2 separate regions of the Zea mays genome follow, and region 2 is linked to region 1. The links are chromatin contacts, called in public Hi-C maps. All regions are on one chromosome and are shown on one strand. The core of a region is the stretch at or near the end of the contact, and the rest is flanking DNA. Distances in the headings are between cores, read along the strand shown. Region 1 holds the start of LOC100193412. Region 2 holds the start of LOC100217123 (Dolichyl-diphosphooligosaccharide--protein glycosyltransferase subunit STT3A).

Evidence for each region. A called contact is a pair of places that touch in the nucleus more often than the background predicts.
Region 2: a Hi-C map of leaf shows a contact between it and region 1, with 6 times the contacts expected there. The contact joins the promoter of LOC100217123 here to the promoter of LOC100193412 in region 1. A contact is called at or near these places in 5 of 25 Hi-C or Micro-C datasets (bundle sheath, ear, endosperm and 2 more).

What each region holds. Positions count from the first base shown.
Region 1 is chr6:171,890,119-171,897,927 of Zm-B73-REFERENCE-NAM-5.0, reverse strand. It overlaps LOC100193412, which reads right to left and starts at 3,945. Exons shown (of 21, transcript NM_001358729.1): 1 at 3,534-3,945; 2 at 3,077-3,231; 3 at 2,757-2,870; 4 at 1,859-2,096; 5 at 1,512-1,609; 6 at 1,335-1,418; 7 at 1,175-1,252; 8 at 1,004-1,096; 9 at 882-911; 10 at 58-399. The coding sequence starts at 3,579.
Region 2 is chr6:172,098,985-172,106,629 of Zm-B73-REFERENCE-NAM-5.0, reverse strand. It overlaps LOC100217123 (Dolichyl-diphosphooligosaccharide--protein glycosyltransferase subunit STT3A), which reads right to left and starts at 1,644. Exons shown (of 23, transcript NM_001359623.1): 1 at 1,412-1,644; 2 at 1,247-1,309; 3 at 904-959; 4 at 725-796; 5 at 533-638. The coding sequence starts at 1,543. It overlaps LOC100194358, which reads right to left and starts at 4,870. Exons shown (of 3, transcript NM_001139393.1): 1 at 4,379-4,870; 2 at 4,027-4,138; 3 at 2,524-3,167. The coding sequence starts at 4,569. The coding sequence ends at 2,829.

The DNA.
Region 1 (7,809 bases), core at 2,696-5,195:
GAGGCACAAAAAATAGATTATAAATAAAACAAAAGTAATCACTACTAGTGAACAAACCTTGATAATTAGTTGTTGATTATCCATGTGACTCTGAAAATTGTCCTCTTTCTTATCCCATAACTGTGATTTTAGCCTGGAAGCAGTCTCAACTTCTTCAACTTTCTTCTTCGATTGTAGCAAGAGATACTCTACTTCTTTTACTTTGGTGGTTAGTTGCTCCTCCATTTCCTTTGCCTTTCTTTCAGTTTGCTCAAGTTGCTGTTCATGCAATCTATTCATGGCTTCTATATCTTTCTTTAGGTTTGCTATGATGTTTTCAGAATGTTCTTTCTCTCTCATCAATCGATGAACATCTTGCTCACTAAGTTTTCTCCTCTCTTCGATTTTTGACTTCTCATTCTAAAAGAAGAAAGAGATAATAACATTAATCATATTCATATACCACCACAACTTTTACTAATTACTAACTTAAGGGCTAGTTTGGTAACTCAAATCCCCTCCGGGATTAGAGAGGATCGAGAGAGAAATTAGTTCATTTTCCCCTCAATCCACTCCAATCCTGGAGGGGATTTGAGTTACTAAACTAGCCCTAACTGGTAAAACATAGATGTTTATTGTGTCATCTTTTTTATGACACCAGATACATAATATCTTATACGCCATTTTATATATTACTATATGTGCTACCATAAGCTCTACAACAGTAGATGTGGTAAAAGTAAGACAGTGGTGTTTATTGGCTCGTCCTTTTATCACGTCAAACATTATGTATTTGACAGTTCCAAGATCTTTATGTTATTACTGAAGCATACATAATGCATGGAATAAAGATAAAACTTTCAAAACATAAGAAATTATAATCTATTGGATGAGGATCAAACCTTGACTATCTGAAGCCTGTTTATTGCCATCTGAAGAGAGAAATTACATGTCAATATTAAAAAAGATAACAACTTTTCAACACACATAACTTGTCTAACTAATCAACCAAATGATTTATTACCTGGTTTTCTTCATTTGTGCCATTTACCAACATTTCAAGTACTTTAATTTTTGAACAGTACTTCTGTTCTCTTCTCTTCATGATAACATTTTGCTGCAGTATGGGGTATTCGATTCATTGTAAATTTGTGTGCCAAAAATGAAAATTCATGTTTTAAGCAGATTCTCTTACACTTCTTATGTGTTCTGCTTGAATATAGAGACGGCGCTCAATCTCTTGAACGACTTTCCGCAGTAAGTAAACTACACGCTGAGATGAGGCAGTCAAATTTAAGCACCGTTAAACAAGCATCAATGGAAAGATAGTGATGTAGTTCAAAATGAACACATACATGTGGTATTTCTCCCTTTTTCCTTTCTATGCTTTCATCCAAAATGCCATTGACAACACTAATAAGTGACTGTGTTGGTGCATTCTGCGAGAAGATTATTAATGTCATAACAGAGACGTCAAATAGCAGAGTAGCATAATTCAACAACTTTGGGGGCAGTATCCTTGAAGTACTTACATCTAAGCTATTAGAGTGCATCATCTCTGAAATCTTGGCAGCAGCAGGTCCAGAATATGATCCGTGTTTTAATTGGAAAACATCACAAAACTTTTGTCCTGTGGGACATATAACAATCCTCCGTAGATTAAACAGATATGAAATCTGCACCGGACACAATGAATAACACTATACAAAGTGGGAAATGTTATAATATTGTGGATGCGCGCAGCTTAGAAACGATATTAAATGATAATGATCATTGAATGTGCAATTTGTAACGGATTAAAATTATGTCAGCTGTAATCAGAATCTGAATATCTCATTTCTGGATGATTCTTGAAAGGTTGTGCGAGAAATAAATCTACCAGAAAAGACAGAAGTTTTCTGATGGGCTTTGGGATCTGCAACGCCATTTCTCTTGTCCTCTGCAGGGGATCTTTTCCCTAGTGCTGCACCATGAACTTGAGGCTTGTCCATTTCCGGAACTCCCCATTGTTTTCTCAAAGGAGTTCTGGTAACATCTGGTGGAATATCGTCACCTAATCTAGGATCCACACTGTCTCTCAAAACCAAGAGACATTCCACTACAGGAGACATTGATCCCTGTAACCATCAAGCCTATAAGTTAACAGAATGTGACAACCAGGAGAGCAGGAACTAGGGAATAGTGTGTCATATCTACGAGTACTCCCCATCTTATAGTATGCAAATAGATAAACTGTGGAATTTTAGTCCATGTTCCCGTGCTCGTGAGCCTCAGCAACATAAAAACATTCGAAGAAAATGACATGTTACAAGGTTGTATAGCTATGTTGTGACATAGGATTTAAAGCAACAGTTCATCGCATTTGTAGTTGTAGTTGAAGGCCTCCTTCGTGAAAGCAATCAACATAGTACAGACTACAGAAAAGGAACTAACACAATCAAGTATTTACCGTGGAACCAGATCTTTAAGTTATTGCTGCAGTTCAGTCATAGCTACACATTGCGAAGATATCAAGAACACATTTACCACCAAAAACAAAGGAAAGAAATCGCATATAGATGTATATTCCAAACTTCTATTTGTCTGTACATAGATGACTGGAAAATGACAAAAAGTTCAAAAACATGACCAACAATGATGGCACCCTACTATGAAATACTGCATCAGAAACAGCGTCCGTGCAATAAGAATTGAGCCTCAAAAGTATGGCAATTCTTCAGAGTTCTGGGGTGCATACCAACTCTTGTGTGTGTGACAACTGATAATGGAACCCTCACCTCATCAAGATCTTTCACACTGAAACCTGGCAGCCCCATATCAGCAATCACTGAGAGGAATTTGTTCAGATTGCCCAACCGTTGATCCGACGGTGCATAACCGTCCCAGGATCCCTGAACAAAAATGGCCACACTCAATTGACTCATAGCACAAACATCAACATCTCCGCTGTGCAGAACACACACACATTGTCCAAGAAAAAAAAGGACTTGCCTCAAGAACCCCCGAGATGAGTGTGTTCGCAACACGGCACAGGACCACGCCGTCACACACACACTGACACACATATACACATTGTCCAAGAAAAAAAAGGACTTGCCTCAAGAACCCCCGGGATGAGTGTGTTCGCAACACGGCACAGGACCACGCCGTCACTGAGCAGCTCTCGTAGCTCTTCATCCGATGAATCCGGAGGCAAACTGAATTCCGGGAGTAAGGCGTTCATCCATTCGATCAGCTGACCACGCCGATTAGCTACAAGGATTTTACAACCGCCGTGTGATGTAAATATGACAAAAAAAAGGAGGAAATTGCAACTCCGAGCTCGACTGCTCGACAGCTCCAAACTAAAAACAGAACAAACAGAGGCACAGCGGCTAAGGTCAGCCACATGCTACTCCAACAAATATAGCTAAACAATCAAGCACTGAGATCCAAACAATGAGACCGTAGCTCCGTAAACATGAGAAAACTCTCCGTAACTCAACCCAGACATTTGAGCTACCTGGCTCGAATTCCACAACCCAAGTGCACATCCAGATCAGCACACGGCTCACCTTCGTGGTCGTGGGTCCCCTCGACCTCGCCGTTCACGCTCCTCATTCCTCGCCGGCGCGCGGTAGCCCTGGCTCAGATCGAGCCCGGCGGCGGCGAGGTTGCACGGATTCGAGCTCGCCCCGGGCCGAATCGGAGGGTTTCGGGGTAATGCGGGTCGGGGTTTTTGCCTCCGCCACGGCCCACGGGAGCCGTGCTGTGCTGCGCGCTCGCCTTTCGCTCTTCTCTAAGCGCCGGAGCACTGTTGTTTTCTCGGCGACTCGGCGTAGGTCGGGGGTTTCGAATTGTTTTTAGCCTCGCGTGTTGAATTGCGGCAGCGGAATTGCCTCTCGCTGACTCGCTCTTCTTCCTGAACTCGCGCCCCCCGTCACTGTTACCGTTAGCTAGTAGGGGCCACAAGACTACAAGAGTGATGCCGGTTTTTTTTTCTCCGTCCTGCTTCTTTTTTTCCCGGAAACCAACTAACCAAGAAATTATACGAACACGATTAACCTTGTTGCGTTGCTCATTGCATACACTCGAGCACCAACGCATTCTGTTCATTCATTCATTCCCAATGGAAGGGGTATGATACCTCATCATTGCAGTAACCATCCTAAGGTGTCCACATCATAATGATACTTGATGACATACTGATTACGAAATCCAAACCTACTTCGTTTGAAGCATAATAATATTCACGAATTTATTTTGATGGGTACGGATGAGGTGAAACACTACACCAAAAGAAGAGAATTAAGACCTGTTTGGTTTGAGTGACTAAAGTTTAGTCCATCTATTTTAACTAGGTATGTGCACGTGTGTTGTCACGAGGCAGGGCTACAAAAATATTTTTTTTATTTATTTGTAAATACTAAGTTATACGTGGTCTGGTGGTTAGCCTCAAGATTCTATAATAAAGTAGAGGATTGTGGGTTCAAATGCTTGTCCTGCACTAATTTTTGCGGACGCTGAGCGTGGGGAAGGTGAAGCCGTGGTAGTACTAGGTGCCCACATTAGGTTCATAATAGATAGTAGAGTTTTTGTTTATTTGTAAACACTAAGTTATACGTGGTCTGATGGTTAGCCTTAAGATTCTATAGTAGAGGGTTGTGGGTTCAAATGTTTGTCATGCACTATTTTTTTGCGAACGCTGGGCGTGGGGAAGGTGAAGCCGTGGTAGCATTATGTGCCCGCATTAGTTTCTTATTAGATAGTAGAGATAGAGATTCCATTTAGTCTCCAACAGAGTCGGATCCAAGAGACGGGCAAGGTGGGCCATGACATCACCTCAAAATTTTTAACCCGTTATACCTAGGTTTAGGTACACAACAAAATAAACAAACTTTTATATAGTAAGTGCAGACAAATCTAATAAAAACTAGGTTTTGATCTATTTTTCTTTCAACGCTTCACTGCTCAGTCCACTCTCTATCTGAGCCATTCGATTCTCTTTCCTGGCACAAGCCCGCTTGTGGCTCACTCGCTTCTTCGGTCATCGATTGATCAGTTACTCGGCGACCTAATCCGGTCGCTGCAGCGCCACCTTGCCTCCTCATTACTCGTCATCTCATCGTCTCGTCAGGATCCTGCACACAGTATTGATATTTTGCCTCCTAGACCGCACTGACAGATGGGTAAGCTGTTGGTGGGACCGTGGCGTCACTTGTCCCTCGCTAACTCGCTAAGGTCCCACCGCGCCGTCACAACACGACAATGGTTGTCTTGCCGCCACCGCCATCTATCGCTGCCTTGCCTCCTGCCCTCGCTCCTCCCACTTGTTGTCGCCTCACCGACGCCATCTCACGACAGATTCGACGGCTCGCCACGATGACTCGCCACAACTTGTTGTCGCCTCACCGACGCCATCTCACGACAGATTCGACGGCTCGCCACGATGACTCGCCACAACGACGCACTGATGTGGCCCAGCCCACCTATTTTCTCTCTCCATCTCTGCTTTAGGTAGCCGAAAAGGTTTTTTATTCATATCATTTTGGAAACACTATATATTATCATCAATCTACATTTATGTAGTGGTCTAGTCTCGTGATCTGTCTCTTGTGCTGTCGACTCCACTTATAATTTTGTTCTGCGTCGTCTCCAAATTCTCAAACGATATAACTAAAACAGATACTAAACTGTTTTAGACCCTAGTCCCTCAAAGGATGATTAAAAGGGACTAAAACATATTAATTCTATATTTCGCCTCTCATTCATTTTAGTTGCACTAATGACGAGATAATATTAACGAACATTTTGGTCTTCTTACGAGTCATTTAATGCAATTTGAATAATTTAAGGTAGTGTTTGGTTGAAGAGCCAAGTAGAACAGAGCCGTTCCATCCCTGATTCTAGGAACGGAGCCGCTCTGTTCTGTGTTTGGTAATTTGGAACGGAGCGGCTCTGTTTTTTGTTTGGTTGCAGGGTGAACGGAATGGAGCGTGACTGTGAGAGTGGGATGGGAACGGAGCGGCTCCGTCCCGTTGATTTTTTGGAGCGGAATGGTTCCGGATCTGAGGAGAATATTCCCTAATTGGAGTCATTCCGTTCTAGTTCCTTTGTAACCAAACAGCAACAAAACTAGAACAGAACGGCTCCGTTCTACTTGGCTCTTCAACCAAACACTACCTAAGTCCATGTGCTAAAGGATCTAAACATGCCCTAAGACATTGTTTGGTTCCATGACCTTGTTAGATAGAGCATTCCATATTTTAAGGATAGAACCTCTCTGTGGTGTTTGGTAGTTAGAATAAAGTCACTCTATTTTTTGTCTGGTTTCAGAATAAGTAGAATAGAGCAACTCTATCATATATTTGGAACTGCTCTATCCTATATTTGGTTGACGAGTGCAATAGATAGTTCCCTAGCACGACACATTCAACCATTTATTATGTTTTGAAATGACATGGTTTCGCTAGGCTTTGCTCTATTAACGAACCATTTGTTTATAAAGTATACTGTGATGATTTTACAGCTTTAATATGATAGATATTGACACTCTTCTGTAAGTTTTATATAAATTTAGAATACTCTGACTAAGTACAACCTAATAACCCCTTAATGGATGTAATATATTTCATCTACAAAAGTTGTATCCATTTATTTTCATATTAAATAATATTTTAAAAAGTACCGACTCAAATGTTACATACTTCTTTCGCTGATTCTACACATTTCATCTGTGGTCTCGTCTGCATGTACAATCTAATTAAATGAAGGGTCTCTTGAGAGTTTTTAGGGAATAATTGAAAAAAATTAAGAGACCTAAAAAATCTGTCTCTCCACGACTTTTTATATATATTGTCTTCTGATTGTATTAATGTCGGCGTTTCGAGACCGAGGGGTCCCAGGACCGACGAGTAAACTGTCGTTGTGTGCCCCAGCCCAGATGGGTCGGCGCGAGACGGAACGCGAAGGGGGGAAGGCAGCCAGAGGGAGACGGGCGTGAGAGGTGGAAATCCCGCGGCCTTCGTGTTTGTCCCGCGCCCAGGTCGGGTGCGCTTGCAGTAGGGGGTTACAAGCGTCCACGCGGGAGGGAGCGAGCGGCCTCACACGAGCGCCTGTCCCGTCCTTTCCCCGCGCGGCCAACCTTCTGTAAGAGGGCCCTGGTCCTTCCTTTTATAGGCGCAAGGAGAGGATCCAGGTGTACAATGGGGGGTGTAGCAGTGTGCTAATGTGTCCAGCGGAGGAGAGCTAGCGCCCTAAGTACATGCCATCGTGGCAGCCGGAGAGGTTTTGGCACCCGGTTCGTGTGGTGTCGTGACCGTCGGAGGAGCGCTGGAGCCTGGCGGAAGGACAGCTGTCGGGGCTGTCGAGTCCTTGCTGACGTCCTCTTGCTTTCGTAAGGGGGCTGAGAGCCGCCGTTGTCACAGAGCGTGCGGGGCGCCATCATTACTTGTCTGGCGGAGCGAGCCGGATGGGACGCCGGTCTTGTTCCCCGTAGCCTGAGTCAGCTTGGGGTAGGGTAATGATGGCGCCTCCTGTTGACGTGGTCGGTCCGTGGTGCCCTAGGTTGGGTGATATGGAGGCTCCTCCGAGGTCGAGGTCGAGTCTGTCTTCCGAGGCCGAGGTCGAGTCCGAGCCCCTGGGTCGGGCGAGGCGGAGACCGTCGGCTGAGGCCAGGGCTGAGCCCGAGCCCCGGGGGTCGGGCGAAGCGGAGTTCGTCATCTTCCGGGGCTGAGCCCGAGTCCGAGCCTTGGGTCAGGCGGAGCAGAGTTCGTCGTCTTCCGGGGCTGAGCCCGAGTCCGAGCCCTAGGTCGGGCGGAGCGGAGTTCGTCGTCTTCCGGGGCTGAGCCC
Region 2 (7,645 bases), core at 395-2,894, 210 kb before region 1:
GTAGGTTGATACTTGATCGAATGCTAATCTTTTTCTTTGATATATGTGATTACCAATTCCATGTAAGACAAGTTAGTAAGAAAACATACTAAAGCAGCGAAAAAAATCTATACATTAATTTGTACTAAAGAATCTAGCCCCCCACCCTTCACTTACTATAGCAGAATTCAAAGTAAGCACACAATTTGCAAATGGGTATTGGGTAAGAATCACTGGCAGAGCGGCTCAGAGGCAAAACTGAGCCATCCCCCCTCTCTGCCAACACATTACCGTGTAATAATTATTCTATAATATAGATACACTAATTAAAGTGGAAAGGTAGGTTGATACTTGATCGAATGCTAATCTTTTCTTCTTTGATATATGCAATTACCAATTCCATGTAAGACAAGATAGTAAGAAAACATACTAAAGCAGCAAAAAAAAATCTATACATCAATTAGCCCCCCCCCCCCCCCCCAATTCCACCCTCTGTCACTGGTAACATTAATGTGAGTTAATGTGAGAGCTCACATTTCCTTGAACAACCAACCTTTGTTAGCAGGTAGGTAGCCCATGATGCATTTGCTGAGAAAATTGGAGCTGTGAACACACAAACTGTCTCCACCGACAATGGGATGTTAAGAGAGTTCAGCAACCTAGTGGACCATTCAAATACTTTAGGCATATTGAATCAGAAGCAATGTAAATGTAAGACGGTAAATTGTGTCCCTTGATGGCATACCACCACATAGTTCCAGCAGTCAATGTCAACCCAGGATACACAGTGCCACCGATCACACGGCCAAGGGGGTACCTAAAGCAGCAGCAGCAGCAACAGCAACGAAATCAGCCGAGTAATTGATTCCTTCCACACAGAAATTGCGCAATACTAAATGGTTGATAGTTTGGAGCTGCCCTTACCATGTCCTATCATCAAACCAGTTCCAGAACTCATAAATTCCATTCTTGGACAGAAACTGTAACAAGAAGAAATTTAGACCAGATGTGACAGATGATCGTTTCAGCCAAAAAGTTATGCCCCTACGTGAGAGTCACTTTCTTTATCCTTCCACTCATTATCTCATAGTAAACTAAATCTAACACACAGCGCACAGCAGAAGAGTTGATTTTCAAAACCCAAAACCCTCCCAACACCGAAACACAGCATGAATATAGGCGCCGTAGTCTCCTACGGAAGCGAGCTCAGTTCCACATATAGCAGAACAGAAGGAAAAAGTTAAATGAATGGATCCGGCAACCAGACCTGAGTGACGCGGAAGTTGAAGTAGGGGTCGAACTCGTGGATCACGCTCTCGTACTTGATTACCTGCGCAGCAACAGGCATAACGCGTGAGCACACACACAATTCGGGGAGCGCTTTGCGAGCGCCGAACTGGATCTGGAAGCTCGGGGGCGAAACGGATCTTACAGAGAAGAGGCGGATCGAGAAGGCGACGACGCCGATGAGGAGAAGCGTGAAGGCGCAGAGCACGCCCCCGAAGGCGTTGCGGAGCCGCCCGCCGCCGCCGGCCGCTGCGGGGGAGACCTCGGGCTCCGCCATTGCGGCCTGCGTCCTTGGGGGTGTGTGTGTGGGTGGAAGTGGAACGCGCGGAAATCCGAGAGCTGGACCCAGGCGGAGACGAAGACCTCGCGATCGTGAACTTGGGTTGGGTGCTCCAGTCCCGTGCTACGACTCGGGATTTATTGAGCTTTTCGCGAGTAAGCCCCTGAGAACGCTTCTATTTGTCGGAACGGGGTTGTTTGATTGAATCCCGCTTCGGCCTACTATAATGCGCAGACACGGTGTGTCGTTGTAAATGTAATACTAGATCGATTTTTTTAGTTTGAATAGTAGGAGTATATTTTATTGAGATAACCAAAATTTTATTCGTGGCCATCGAACAGTCGAAGAGATGAAAATAGAAAACTACACACAATGATAAGGATACCATACCCTAGGGCTAATGTGAAAAATCTAGGCAAGCGACGATCGATACCGTTGGTATTTTCATCCATGGGCCTAGATTTCTCTTTTTTTTTGTCAAGAAAATGACTCCGCCTAATCGGTTCGATGACATGTTTTCCAGCACAGTAGCCAATCAGAAAGCCCCAAACAGCTAGGGACCACAGGAAACACCTTGGTGTACAAAACGGTATGCAATCCAGTGGCGTGGCTTGGTGAGCGCACTTTTTTTAAAAAAAGAAAAAGAAAGGAAAGAAGAACAAGAAGAAAGGTAAGCGTGAGCGGATAAACCCAAATTATATAGTGAACAGATATAGTGAAGGTGTCAATAGAAAAAAAAAATGCTTTCAATGTTTCAAGTTACAGGAAACGGTATTTCCTCGCTTCACCTTGAAATACCGTTTCCAGTACCTTAAAACCTTGTGAAAGCACCATTAGAGATTCAGAGTTTCGTTTCAGGCTTTCAGCCGAAAGCATCCAATCTCTTGCCTTGCAATTACCAACCTATGAGGCTATTAACACAACAAAATGACACAATTCATCCACTCAAAAAACACTCTAGATGACACGACACTCCTGAGAGCAACATATGATTTCTCGAAATTACACCAGCACTTTTTTTTCGAGGCCGAGGGAGAGACAGAAACAAGACATACACCATGGCCATTAACATACAACTGCCCTCATATGGACATGAGACAACATAACTTCGATTAAACGTGAAAATTGAATAATTTTAATGTTACACGCCAAAAGGAAGTTCACTCAGTAAGCTCTCAAACTTCAGCAAAATTTGCTGCTGAATCTTTGGCATGCTGGCATTCTCGAACAAGTAAACAGAAGAAACAGAGAATATTCCGGATGATTGGTTCTCATTGCCATATCAAATGCCAAATATCAAATCCATCACATTGGTTACAATTGATTTTGCTGGTGCAGCAACGCTGCCAGTTGCACGACGGCCAGCATCTCGGCTGGCATTCGTGTTAGCTTTCGGGTCATATGGGCGGGGCAAGGCTCCTAACTGGTTTGATGCACCTACGCTCTTCAAGCCCAGTGACTTTGAAGGCAAGGAAACCATAAATCCACCTTGATTGCTTTGAGCGAAACCCTTGTCCAGCTGCTGCCGGTGCACTGCATCAATAGGCTTTACTCCAACTATCAGACTGTTGCTTAGTTGCATACCATTTTTCTGAAGAGCCTTGCGAGCATCATACGAGCGCTGCAGGACCACATACATGATGGTGAAGTTGTCAGTTTTAAGACTGTCAGATAGCAATCTAGAAACATTTACTATGATGCATGTAAACATCAGAAGTGACAAAATAGTCAAATAAATACAGATTGTAACATCTCAAAATTAAGAGATCTGGAAACAACGATCCGAACAATACATCTAGAATGGTAAAGTTGGTAGTGACCATACAGGATTTCAATATAGAAAATATGTACAACAAATTGACACTATCAACAAAAGAACAAACTGAATATCTGATATCAACAAAAGCTCTGAATAGTTGCTATCTGGAGAAGCCTAATAACTTGACTGTGCCAAGGGAATTCAGAAAGCACATGACATTTCTATTTATTTTCCAGCATCTTAACAAGGATATTTGTAAACCCATCGTCAGCAGACACATAACAATGCATCATTTTATAAGTTCCCTGTGATGCTACCCTGAGGATGATACGCTGAAAACCTACCCAAAAACAAGTTTCCTATATGCTTCATGTTCAAGGGATAACCAAAAACATATACCATCACATTTACACACAAGGCAAGTTTCCTATATGCTTCATGTTCAAGGGATAACCAAAAACATATACCATCACATTTACACACAAGGATATGTTGTGCCGCTAAAATTGGACACTATAATAAACCCGTACAAGAACAGTATTATTCAACCAAATGGGGGAACCCAACTGAGTTTGCTTCAGTTCACTGGCAACTAAACTCGCTGGTAAGCTACAGCGCAGCCTGAGCTAATATGACTACTTTGCGAGACATTGGTACATGAAATTAAATTAAATGGTAAAACAGAAAAAAGGAAGAACAACAATAGTTAAAGTATAATTACCTCGTACAATATGTGGATCCAATTTCCATCTCTTGGGCCAGAGTAATGTCTCAATATTACTCCACATTTCTCGAATTCCCGAAGAACAAGGTTGGTGACTCCAATAGAAAATCTGTAGAAGAAGTGCCAACAGAACCGTATCAATTTATCATACAAGGCACCTACAATTAGGGCTTAGCAAATTGCTGCCGAGGGAGCAAGAAAACGCAAGGAGCGTGTCAAATCATGATGAACATGCACCATAGCACCAGAGTTACCCCTAACCAAATCTACCGTGTTCATATGCTTATCCCGACAAACTTATAAGCTAATAGTCCATGTACAACACGAAGCATAAGCATTATTTTCTCACCCAAATACAGTGATCCACTCCTCCCGTTCGGCCTCCCCACCGTTCGCCACCGGCTCCGTCCTAGCCGGTGCTTGCGCGGGGGACACCGGTGACTGAACCTCCGCTGTCGTGGCAGGAGGTGGGGTGCCAGGGCTCGCAGGCGGCGGCAAAGCGAGTACCTCTTTCCGGGCCGGCTCAACGACCCCATCCATGGGGGATCCTGGTGCCGAGAGGGACACCTTGCCCCGGGACAGGTCCCATGGCGGCGAGCAGCTGGCGGCGGCGCGGGGGGAGGGGGACGACGCGACGGGGAGGAGGTCGGACGCGGTGGGGTCCGGGGAGAAGTCCGCGGAGGCATAGAGGTCGTCGAGGGTGAAGATGGGCGGCGGCGGCGGCGTGGCGGAGGGGGCCGCGGAGGGGGAAGCCCCCGAGGCGAAGCGCGAGACGCCGCGGTGGGACGGGATCGGGGTGGCGAGGTCGCGGAAGAAGGGGGCCTGCCGTGCGCTGCGGCCGCGCCGGGAGTGGGAGGAGGAGGCCATGGGCGGGGTCGGCTGGGGGTTGAGGGTTCGGGCTTCGGAGCTGTCCTTTCCCTCCTGCTGGCCGGCCGCTGCTGCAGCCTGCAGTGTAGTGGAGGGGCGCCGATTCTTTTGCCTGCTCCTTCCTGGTTGCAGACTTGCGGTTGCTCGGCTTTATTGGGCCGCTCTGTGCCTTGTGCGACGCTAGTAATTGGCACGGGCCAGCCCGAGTTCACATCGGCCTACGGAACTTTCTCTTGCGGTCAAACGACTTGTCGCAACTTCTGAATTCTGATCATCGAAAAAAAAAAGTTGTAACTCCTCAAAGTTTTCATTGGAAGGCGTACGAGTATTTCCCAAGCTCTGAAAACTCGTACAGTTCCAAGGAGTACAAACTTTACACGAATCTTCGCGTAGCAGTGTATGATCCACGCAAGTTCTTTGCTCCTCGACACGCAAACCTGAGAAGGTACACGAGTCCCGTCCGGGGCATCTCACATTGGAAGGAAGAATCAGCAGGAACACTTCCATGATAGTTCAGGAAACCTGCGTGCCCCAGCCGTCTTGCAGGAACTAGGAAACTCCCAACAGAAATGCACCTGATTATGCTACGAATGTTTGACGATGAAGGCTACCATGCCTGCTACTGGAGAATTAGACATGCTTGAAGTTTCCGCTTGGCACAAGGTCCAGGTATCCCTCGGAGCATCTTCTCAATAGGAGTCCTAATGGGAGTTGTATTTTGAAATGTACAACTATAACAACAAAAACATGCTCTAATAGAATTATATTTCACAAAAAAAAATATAGAATTCGACCTCTCGTGTCTTAAATATAGGATCTCATATGTTGCATCCTTATACTCATTTCTAACCTTTTATTTCCTAAATAACGTGATCTGTTTTTTAATAACATGATATAAGATTCAACTATAAGAGCCGCAAATGTTTTTACTTAGGCTAGTTTAGAAATTTAAATCTCTTGTAGTTTTTGATTGGGTACTGTATCATCTTAAGGTCTAGTTTAAAACTTAAATCATCTAGGAGTTTAAGGGAATTTTTTTTCACTTGATTCCCTCTAATTTTAAGGGAATTTAAGTTTTTAAACTAATTTCACCATCGAGCACCTCTAGTACCTGAATGGGAAAGAAGAGAGGTGACTGTGGATAACAGGTTGCTGGTGCTTGGGCCGGATGTCTGCCAGCTTTGATGGGTTGAGTGAATGGGACGTGCTGCTTGTGCGCTTGGACCGTATGGGCTGAGCATCAGTATGAGGGCCAGAATAATAACTTTATCTTTAGACTTTTTTTTCTCTTTCGCTTGCATACACAACACAGAAGACACTCGTAGTCGTAGAATAGGATTCCCCGAAAAAAAGAAGTGAAGGTCGATTAATTTAAGCAAACGAATAACAATCCTTTCCACGTTATGTTTGAGCCATCATGTTTTCATGACTCGGAATTGCAGCTCCCATACGCATGCACTACACGTAGCCTAATTGAGCATGGTCGCCTATAGAGATGGCCAAATGGGCGGCACGGCATGGTTAGGGCACGACTTTTAATAGCCGTGCTGTGCCGGCACGGCACTAGTGCCTAAAGTCAGGTCCAAGCATGGCACTAAGCCTGCTTAGCCGTGCCGTGCCGGCCCGTTTAGCCCGTTTAGCCCATATAGCTCGTTTAGCCCATATAGCCCGTTTAGCCCATATAGCCCATTTAGCACTACACCACAGAATTTTAGTCAAATATTCACAAACACAGTTAAAACATACTAAAATAGCTAATATTGAACTGTTTAGTGCAATGGCTGACTCATTAATAACCTATTTAGGTAAAAACTCACCCTTATGAGAAAACCCTAGATAAGAAAAAAGATTACAGCACACAACTAACTAGTCGTGTTTGGATCTAATCATGTATAATCGTGTCTAACCGTGCCTAGGGGCTAATCGTGTCGTGCCCGTGCTGGCCCAGCGTGCCTGATGCTCGGCCCAGGCACGGCACTACCTATAGGCCCGTGCCGGCACGGGCCCGACATCAGCCGTGTCGTGCCGTGCCCAGGCACTACGGGTCGTGCCGTGCTCCGGGCCGGCCCGATTAGCTCGGCACGGCTGGCCATCTATAGTCACCTATACCATCGATCAGTTGCGTTGCACAGCAGCGCATACCACGTTTGGAGCTGAATGCTGCCTTGTGCGTGTATTACGTGTGCGTCCCGATATTTTTTCACATCAATCGCTTACCAAAAAGACTAGTCGTATGGCTATACATTGCTACGTTTTTTATATATAATATAGGATTAATTTTATTTTAATAAAACATAAAATATATATTTTCTATTGATTAGATGAGTATGAATGTGGAGCCAACAACTAAGGTTCAAACACTCACTTATACATAATTTCACCTTATTTTTTACATAAAGCTTAAATATAAAGCTTTCCAAAAGAAGGTCTTGCACCCTTATATCATTTGCCATTTTAGCAAGAGATAATAACATTGGATTGTTTCAATGATATTTTTGCCGTCTCTCTAAAGGATATTATAAAGAACCACCTTAAACAATTGTTGGGGCTTTGGTGGTTGCAATACATTTCTGTCAAATAAAACAAAACTTTTCAAACTGATCCGAGCATGCCATGTCAAATAAAGCAACACTGCAGGTCCCATGCACCCTTGAAGTGGAGCACCAAATTCACTGAATGTTTTTAGCATGGTAATCACGTGGTGCTATGAAATCTTGGAACCATTGCCTATAAGCACAAGAAGATTCTT